2 separate regions of the Mus musculus genome follow, and region 1 is linked to region 2. Evidence: chromatin contacts called from public promoter capture Hi-C data. All regions are on one chromosome and are shown on one strand. The core of a region is the stretch at or near the end of the contact, and the rest is flanking DNA. Distances in the headings are between cores, read along the strand shown. Region 1 overlaps Chchd6 (coiled-coil-helix-coiled-coil-helix domain containing 6). Region 2 overlaps Plxna1 (plexin A1).

Region 1 (3,147 bases), core at 222-2,721, 150 kb after region 2:
GCCAATTTACTACACAAACATCTTAGAAATATCTACTCCCACCTCACCATGCTCTCACAGGCCTGGAAGAGAGGCAGCGGGCATGCAGATAAAAGCCATATGGGCCATTGCTCACCCCAGGCCTGCTTTAGACAGTGCTACAAGGCCTGATGCAGGAGGGGGTCAAGAAGGAGACATGAAGGACCAAGACAGCTAGATAGATGATGATCCCTGCTGAGGAAAGGTCCCTGGTAATGAGGTCTGCTGGCTTTCAGGAAGACTTGCTGCACAGAGCACTAAGTAATGGTGGCCAATCCGGTTGGATTCTGTGGGCAGAAGAGTTCATCTTCTTAACTAGTGAAATGTGAAGGCTACCATGTTGCCATGGTGATCTGCATTAGAGAACACTGGGCCCCACACTGACAGACTCCCTTTATAAGGCCTTCACTTACTTTCTCTTTACAAATACATTTTAATACAGAGTCAAAATCAGTTCAGGTAATAAACATAATGAAAGGCAGAAAGGAAGGTTGCCTATCTCCCTGGGGAGCAGCCACCTCTGGGAGCCTGACTCTGACTCTCTGAGTTTAGTGGTACACCTTGAGCACATACTTATGGAACAAGGCATCTAGGAAGGGCTTAAGTGGCTTTGTGTAGGGTGAATCCAACATAGTCAAGTCAAAGCACCTGTTTAAGGAGGGAAAAGAGCCTTTTGCAAACAATTGCAACACAGTGAGAAATGCTACTTCTATCTGTCAGCTGCCAAGGCACGGGCATAGAGAGAAGGACTTCCAGTCCAGCAGCATAGGAGAGTTGTCTAAAGCAGGCAGATATCTGGAGGCATGTCTTGATGCTACTCTTTGCTTTACAGGTCACCTTAGACACTCTTCCTACCAAGACTACCAGGGCACCCTGTCCTTAAAAAGAAAAAGCTCTGTGAAGAGCTGGACTGGATACACAGGACACAAACCCTGGCCTTTCTGCCTTGTCCTCAGGTATATTCTACTGCTCATAAGTGTCATGTAACATGATCTGGACAGACTCCTCTCTAATGGGAAGTAGGAAAGAAGGTGTAGAGGAAGATCAGGGAAGACAGCAAAAGAGGCAGCACAGCACAGCACACAGCACAGCACAGCACACAGCACAGCACAGCACAGCACAGCACAGCACAGCACAGCACAGCACAGCACAGCACAGCACAGCACAGCACAGGCCAATGAGAGACGGAAGAGGCAAGCTGAATCAGCAAATGAGGAGATAAAGGAAAGGCCAGATGCAGGCAGATCTCACAGGGCCTTGAATGCCATGAGAGTCGTGAAAGCTGCAGCAGGTTCAGGTCCAACAGAGGGAGGGTGAAAGTGAGGTCATAAGAGTCTAAGCAGGAGGGACAGACCCGTGCTGGGGGCCCGCAGGCACAGGCCAGGTCTTCACCAGAGCAGGCACTTGCAGGCTCAGCCTTCTGTGAAAGACAGCACAGATGTGGGGCACTGAAATGCACAGTCAGCTGGCGGGGAGAGGAAGCCAGGGGCTTTTTTAGGTAACTATCAATGCCCTAGAAGTGGCTTTACGACATCTGCCAGAAAAGCTTTTCATTTGGAAAAAAAATGTAAAAAGGCAAGAGGAAAATCTATCTGGCAAAACCCCAACATACTTGATTGTAAAGAGAAAACAACCCAACTCCCCTCTTGCATAAGGCTCTGCTGCCTTCTGGCTTTCAGGCATCAGCACAGACAGGCAACAACATTTTGCAAGGCTGCTGGGATCCAGATCACATGTTGCCATCTACTAAAAGTGAAAGGAGGTTGTATAGGCTGCAGAAGCCTCCTCATCCTTACAAGTTCCCAGCTGTGGATCCTCTAGGACTGAAGGAAAAGTCCATTGTGCTCCATCCACATTAGGTGAAGCTACTCCCAGGATAAAGTGCAACAACAGTCAATTCTTGAACCAGGGAAGTTCAAGAATCCTGGCCCACTCAGAACTTACAGAGCCTAAATCTCTGAGAACTAGCTCCTTTAGAAGGCCCTCAGCTTTCCCTCGGTGACAGTGGGTGCTGGCCAATTGAGGCCACTGATCATCACACCCCATCAGATCATAACAATGGCAACATGATCACTCTTTCAACTGGCTGTTAACATAGCCAACAAGAAAGCACTAAGCTTCCATGTAAGCTCCCTGTAATTCCCCTGAAAGAATCTTTCTCAAGCATCCAACTGGTAGTTGCTGCTAATGCCAGAAATTGTTAAAACAGTGTTCCTGCTCATAGGCCTCTAGTGTGTCCTCATGCAGGGGTAGAGCACAAGAGTATCCCAACAGCCTTGCTGTAGGTGTGGGACAGGGTAGAGATGGGAAGGAGAGCATGGGCAGAATGCTGAGGGCAGGGAGGTGTTTGATGTTGATAGACATTCATTTCTGGACAGGGGAAGGGGAAATGCTGTCTGAATAGTCATTCCTGAACTGTTGATTGCTCTGCACATGCTAAGGAGTTCCTCGTACCTCCAACAAAGGTATGTCTTCTCCTAGAGAAAGCAGGGATGAGGCCAGCAGAGGCACAGCCACATACCTTGACTTCCAAGTTATAAAAAGTTAGATTTGGCCACAAAAATGAAAGATATCCATCACATAGTCTTTTAGTGGGAAACTATGGCAATCACAAGAGAACCAGGACTAATGAGGCCACAGGAGCAGCAAGGGGCTACCTCCAACCTTAGAAGCACATCCCTCTGCTCTACACCCTCCTTACCTACACGGTCTCTCACCACATTTCAGAGCTCTTAGAAAAAGGCTCTTCAATGAATAAGTGCAAGATCAAATAAAGCTATAAATTAGCCTGCTTGGTGTTATGTCACCAGCAAAGTTATTTGCAACAAACATGGTTCCAAACAGTCCCTTTGTGGAATCTGCCCCACAAAGACTGGGTTGGAATTGGACTCCTGTACAATTGGACTCTTCCAACTGGGTGGGAAGTAACTAGAATCTAGAACTCATAGTTTCCCCAAAGTTCCTCAAGCCACAGTGAGTGGCCTTCAAGTCACTAATGCAATTTACTCTGGCAACAAACTCCTATGGTCAACCTAAATCAGCTCTATGCCTTTACAAGCTGGTGTATGCTGTGTTGAGGGACAGAGCAGTCCATTGTGGATCCAGGTTCAATCCATACAGTGACAGGCT
Region 2 (3,123 bases), core at 70-2,569:
GGGGAAAGCAGCCTCTTGACTCCAGGCAAGCCATTCCTCAGGTTCCTTTGACTGGGATCTCTGACTGGGGATCCCACCCCAGTCACCCTAAAAGCTCATGCCAATCAGCCAGCAGCACCCACCTGCTTCTCCGTCATAGCATAGAGGTACTGGCGGTTGGGGCTGAGGACCAGGTCACGCAGGATAGGGTTGCCCTCCTGAGCCACCACACTTTCATAAGCCAGGGCCGGCCTGCCGCTGGGGTTTGCAAGGTCCACCAGAATCTGTAGTAGCAAAGGGTGCTCAATGAGGCAGGTCCACGACACACTATCCTAGACCCACCTTACCCGATGCAAAGGGTCCAAGCCCTCTAACAAGCACCTTTCCACCAAAGAACCAGGCTGATTCAGAATGAGTCAAGGCTGACCCAGTTCACTGTCCCTGACCCAAGTCATCCCAAAGACAGAGATAGGACAAGACATACTGGACAGGTGGGTGTGCCTTGGTTCCTTTACCAATCCAGACACCAAAACTCAGTGGTAGGGTACACGTGGGCTCCAGTGCCTACCATCAAGCTGCAGGGAACCTGGCAGGCAGGAACCTCTTTCATGGGCCACCATGAGGCTTGTGAAAGAAAGCAAGTTTGAGGTAAGAGGGCAGGAGGAGACCTTGTGATCGGTATAGTCGAGGAACAAGACCAGGGGCTCACACACAGAGAGGCCAAGGCTGGCCTTGGTGTCTTGGGATGAGGGATACCCCAGCAAGAAAGTGGCAGGGAGAAGGGGACCTCATCAGCACGGAAATATAGTTCAGATCCCAAACAAGCCAGGCGCTAATTAGCCTGATCCTCTCCTGCAGCCTTGGTGCTGCAAGTATTTTTAGTTGCTTTTACCAAACAAATGTATTTAATTAACAGAGAGACCCATGGGGGCTTTCAAGATGGGACTCATGGGGCGCGTCTGCCTAGCTCAGCTGGGCCCAGGCACAGTCTCCTGGCACAGGACCTGCAGCTTGCTTCTACCCACTGTGCAGCTAAGGCACAGCTACCTCCAGCTTCTAACCCATCTGGCCTACCTCTCTACTTCTGGGTACAAGGCTGGAGTGAGCTTGGCCTCCTTTGTACCCCACAGTAAGGGGGCAGAGCAGACCTGGGGGCAGCAAGGGCAGCAAAAACCAGCACCCTGCCATAGGCTAGCTCTGTCAGGAGCTGGGCGAGGGGCCAGCCAGGGTGGGGCCTGTGTCTCTGGGCCAAGAGACTGCTAGCTGGGAGAGAGGGGGAGGGTCACATTCCTGAGAGCCTGGGCCACCCCCCACATCCGCTCAGCTGCCGCTCCACCAAGACAGGCTTAAGTCAAACCAGACCCGGAAGAGCTGGGTAAGTGGGGAGGTCCTGGGAGGCCTGAAGGGGCTGGACTAATAGTTGCCCAAACTTTATTCCTCCGGCCTCTGGACGGACAAGCAGGAACAGCTAGCTGAGACAGAAGGGGCCCACAGCAGCCCAATACCCCAGGGGCTGGCAAGGACACTAACCTTAACCTAAACCTATCTAGCCCAGCTATGCCAGAGCAGGGGAGGGAGTCAGGTCCTGGATGACTGCTAGAGCAGATCATAGCAGGCTGGCTTACACTGCTGTATTAAGTGGGGAGCATGCAGCCAGAGACAAGGCTGGACTCACACCACCTAGGCCAAAATTGGCTTAGATGTATCTGTTTTCCTACTCCTGAAATGGGAATGAATCATGCTTCCACCTCCCCCCACGGTGACAGAGACAGAAAAGCTTGCCTGAGACAGGTGCCAGGAAACAAGCCTGTTCAGTGGGCAGGGGACCGAGAACTCTAGACCAATGTCTTACAAGCCTCCAAGACCACAGCCATGACTCTACTCCCCCACACCCTAGGCTTCACCCACATCCACATCCCAGAAAGATCCCATCCTCGTCACTCCTGGGTGGTAGCCTTGCATACAGGGTGCCCTGGACAGAGACCAGGGGAGTTTCCTCCTGCCACAATGACCATGTAACCCCCAGCCCTATCTTGCCTGCCACCACCCTTCCCAGACTGGGTAGACACACTAGCTCCAGGTATGCAGGAAAAGGACAGGCCAGAGCAGAGAGCAGAGTCCATAAGGAAAGGATCACAGGCCATCCAGGCTCAGGAGGCCCTGCCCCCAGCCTGCCAGCTTAATTGACTGGGACAGGTGGTCTCAACAGCTGCAGTTGGGGGCTTGTGAGTTCAGCTGTCCATCCACCTGCCCAGCAATGGTCCACATGCACAACCAGGTCCTAGGGACACAGCCCAGTAGAGGCTAACTCCAGGGAGGGACCACTGGCAGAGCGTGGATACCATTCCTCAGCTAGGGGAATTGTGGGCATCAGGGAGGTTATAGACATGAGTGTGTTGCAGTACTCTGCATTGAGCCAAGCCATGCTCAGGCCTGACAGGACCTTTGTGCACATCAGTGTCACAGTGTCTCTGGGTACATATGTGATGATGGAGTTTATGTTTTGAATATGAAATGCCTGCCATAGGCTCATGTGTTTAAATACTTCATTCCCAGCTGCTGCCACTGTAGAGAGAGGTTGCAGAATCTTTCAGATGTGGGAGTCTCGTTAAAAAGTGCATCACTTGGGGTGGACCCTGAGGTTTACAGTCTGGCTCCACTTGCCTTTCTGCTGCCATGACCTCCCCTACTATAATGGACTCTATCCCACGGCGAGCAAAAATAAACCCCTTTCCTTTTAAATTGCTTTTGTCAGGGTAGGTATTTTATCACAGATTCCGAAAAAGTAAATACAAGACACCTGTGACAACATCTGTGTGATGGAGTCTCTAGGTGCATGTATGATGGGGGTCCCTGTGTGAACATGTATGTGATGGAGTCCCTAGGTGTATATATAACAGGGTCAGTTCCCTGGGTGTATAGCATGTGATGTAGTTCCTAGTGCACTCCTAATGGGGTCTCTGTGCACATGTGGGTAATGAGGTTCTTTTGCATACATATGATGGGATCTCTGTGTATACACATGGAACAGGTTCCTATATGTATACATATAGTGTCCCTATGATCATATGTGCAATGGATGTATCCATGACAAGTTTTTGTGCACACACCAGTTGATGGGGCTCCTGTGTACACACTTGGGAC

What was found. Capture Hi-C pulls out chosen DNA fragments and counts their contacts.
Region 1: a promoter capture Hi-C map of adipose tissue shows a contact between it and region 2. The contact joins two enhancer-like sites. A contact is called at or near these places in 1 of 484 Hi-C or Micro-C datasets (embryonic stem cells) and 2 of 9 other capture datasets (adipose tissue and pancreatic islet).

The regions. Positions count from the first base shown.
Region 1 is chr6:89,497,745-89,500,891 of GRCm38.p6, forward strand. All of the region lies in intron 4 of Chchd6 (coiled-coil-helix-coiled-coil-helix domain containing 6), which reads right to left. Among named protein-coding and RNA genes, the nearest start is that of Gm46966, 46 kb to the left of the region's middle. Within about 2 kb of position 1,472, at least 41 of the 459 cell types and tissues checked have an H3K27ac peak or open chromatin away from gene starts, as enhancers often do. A contact at or near this core is called in adipose tissue, where this site is marked.
Region 2 is chr6:89,343,847-89,346,969 of GRCm38.p6, forward strand. Plxna1 (plexin A1) reads right to left here. Exons shown (of 32, transcript NM_008881.2): 4 at 123-263. Among named protein-coding and RNA genes, the nearest start is that of Gm40415, 16 kb to the right of the region's middle. Within about 2 kb of position 1,320, at least 207 of the 459 cell types and tissues checked have an H3K27ac peak or open chromatin away from gene starts, as enhancers often do. A contact at or near this core is called in adipose tissue, where this site is marked.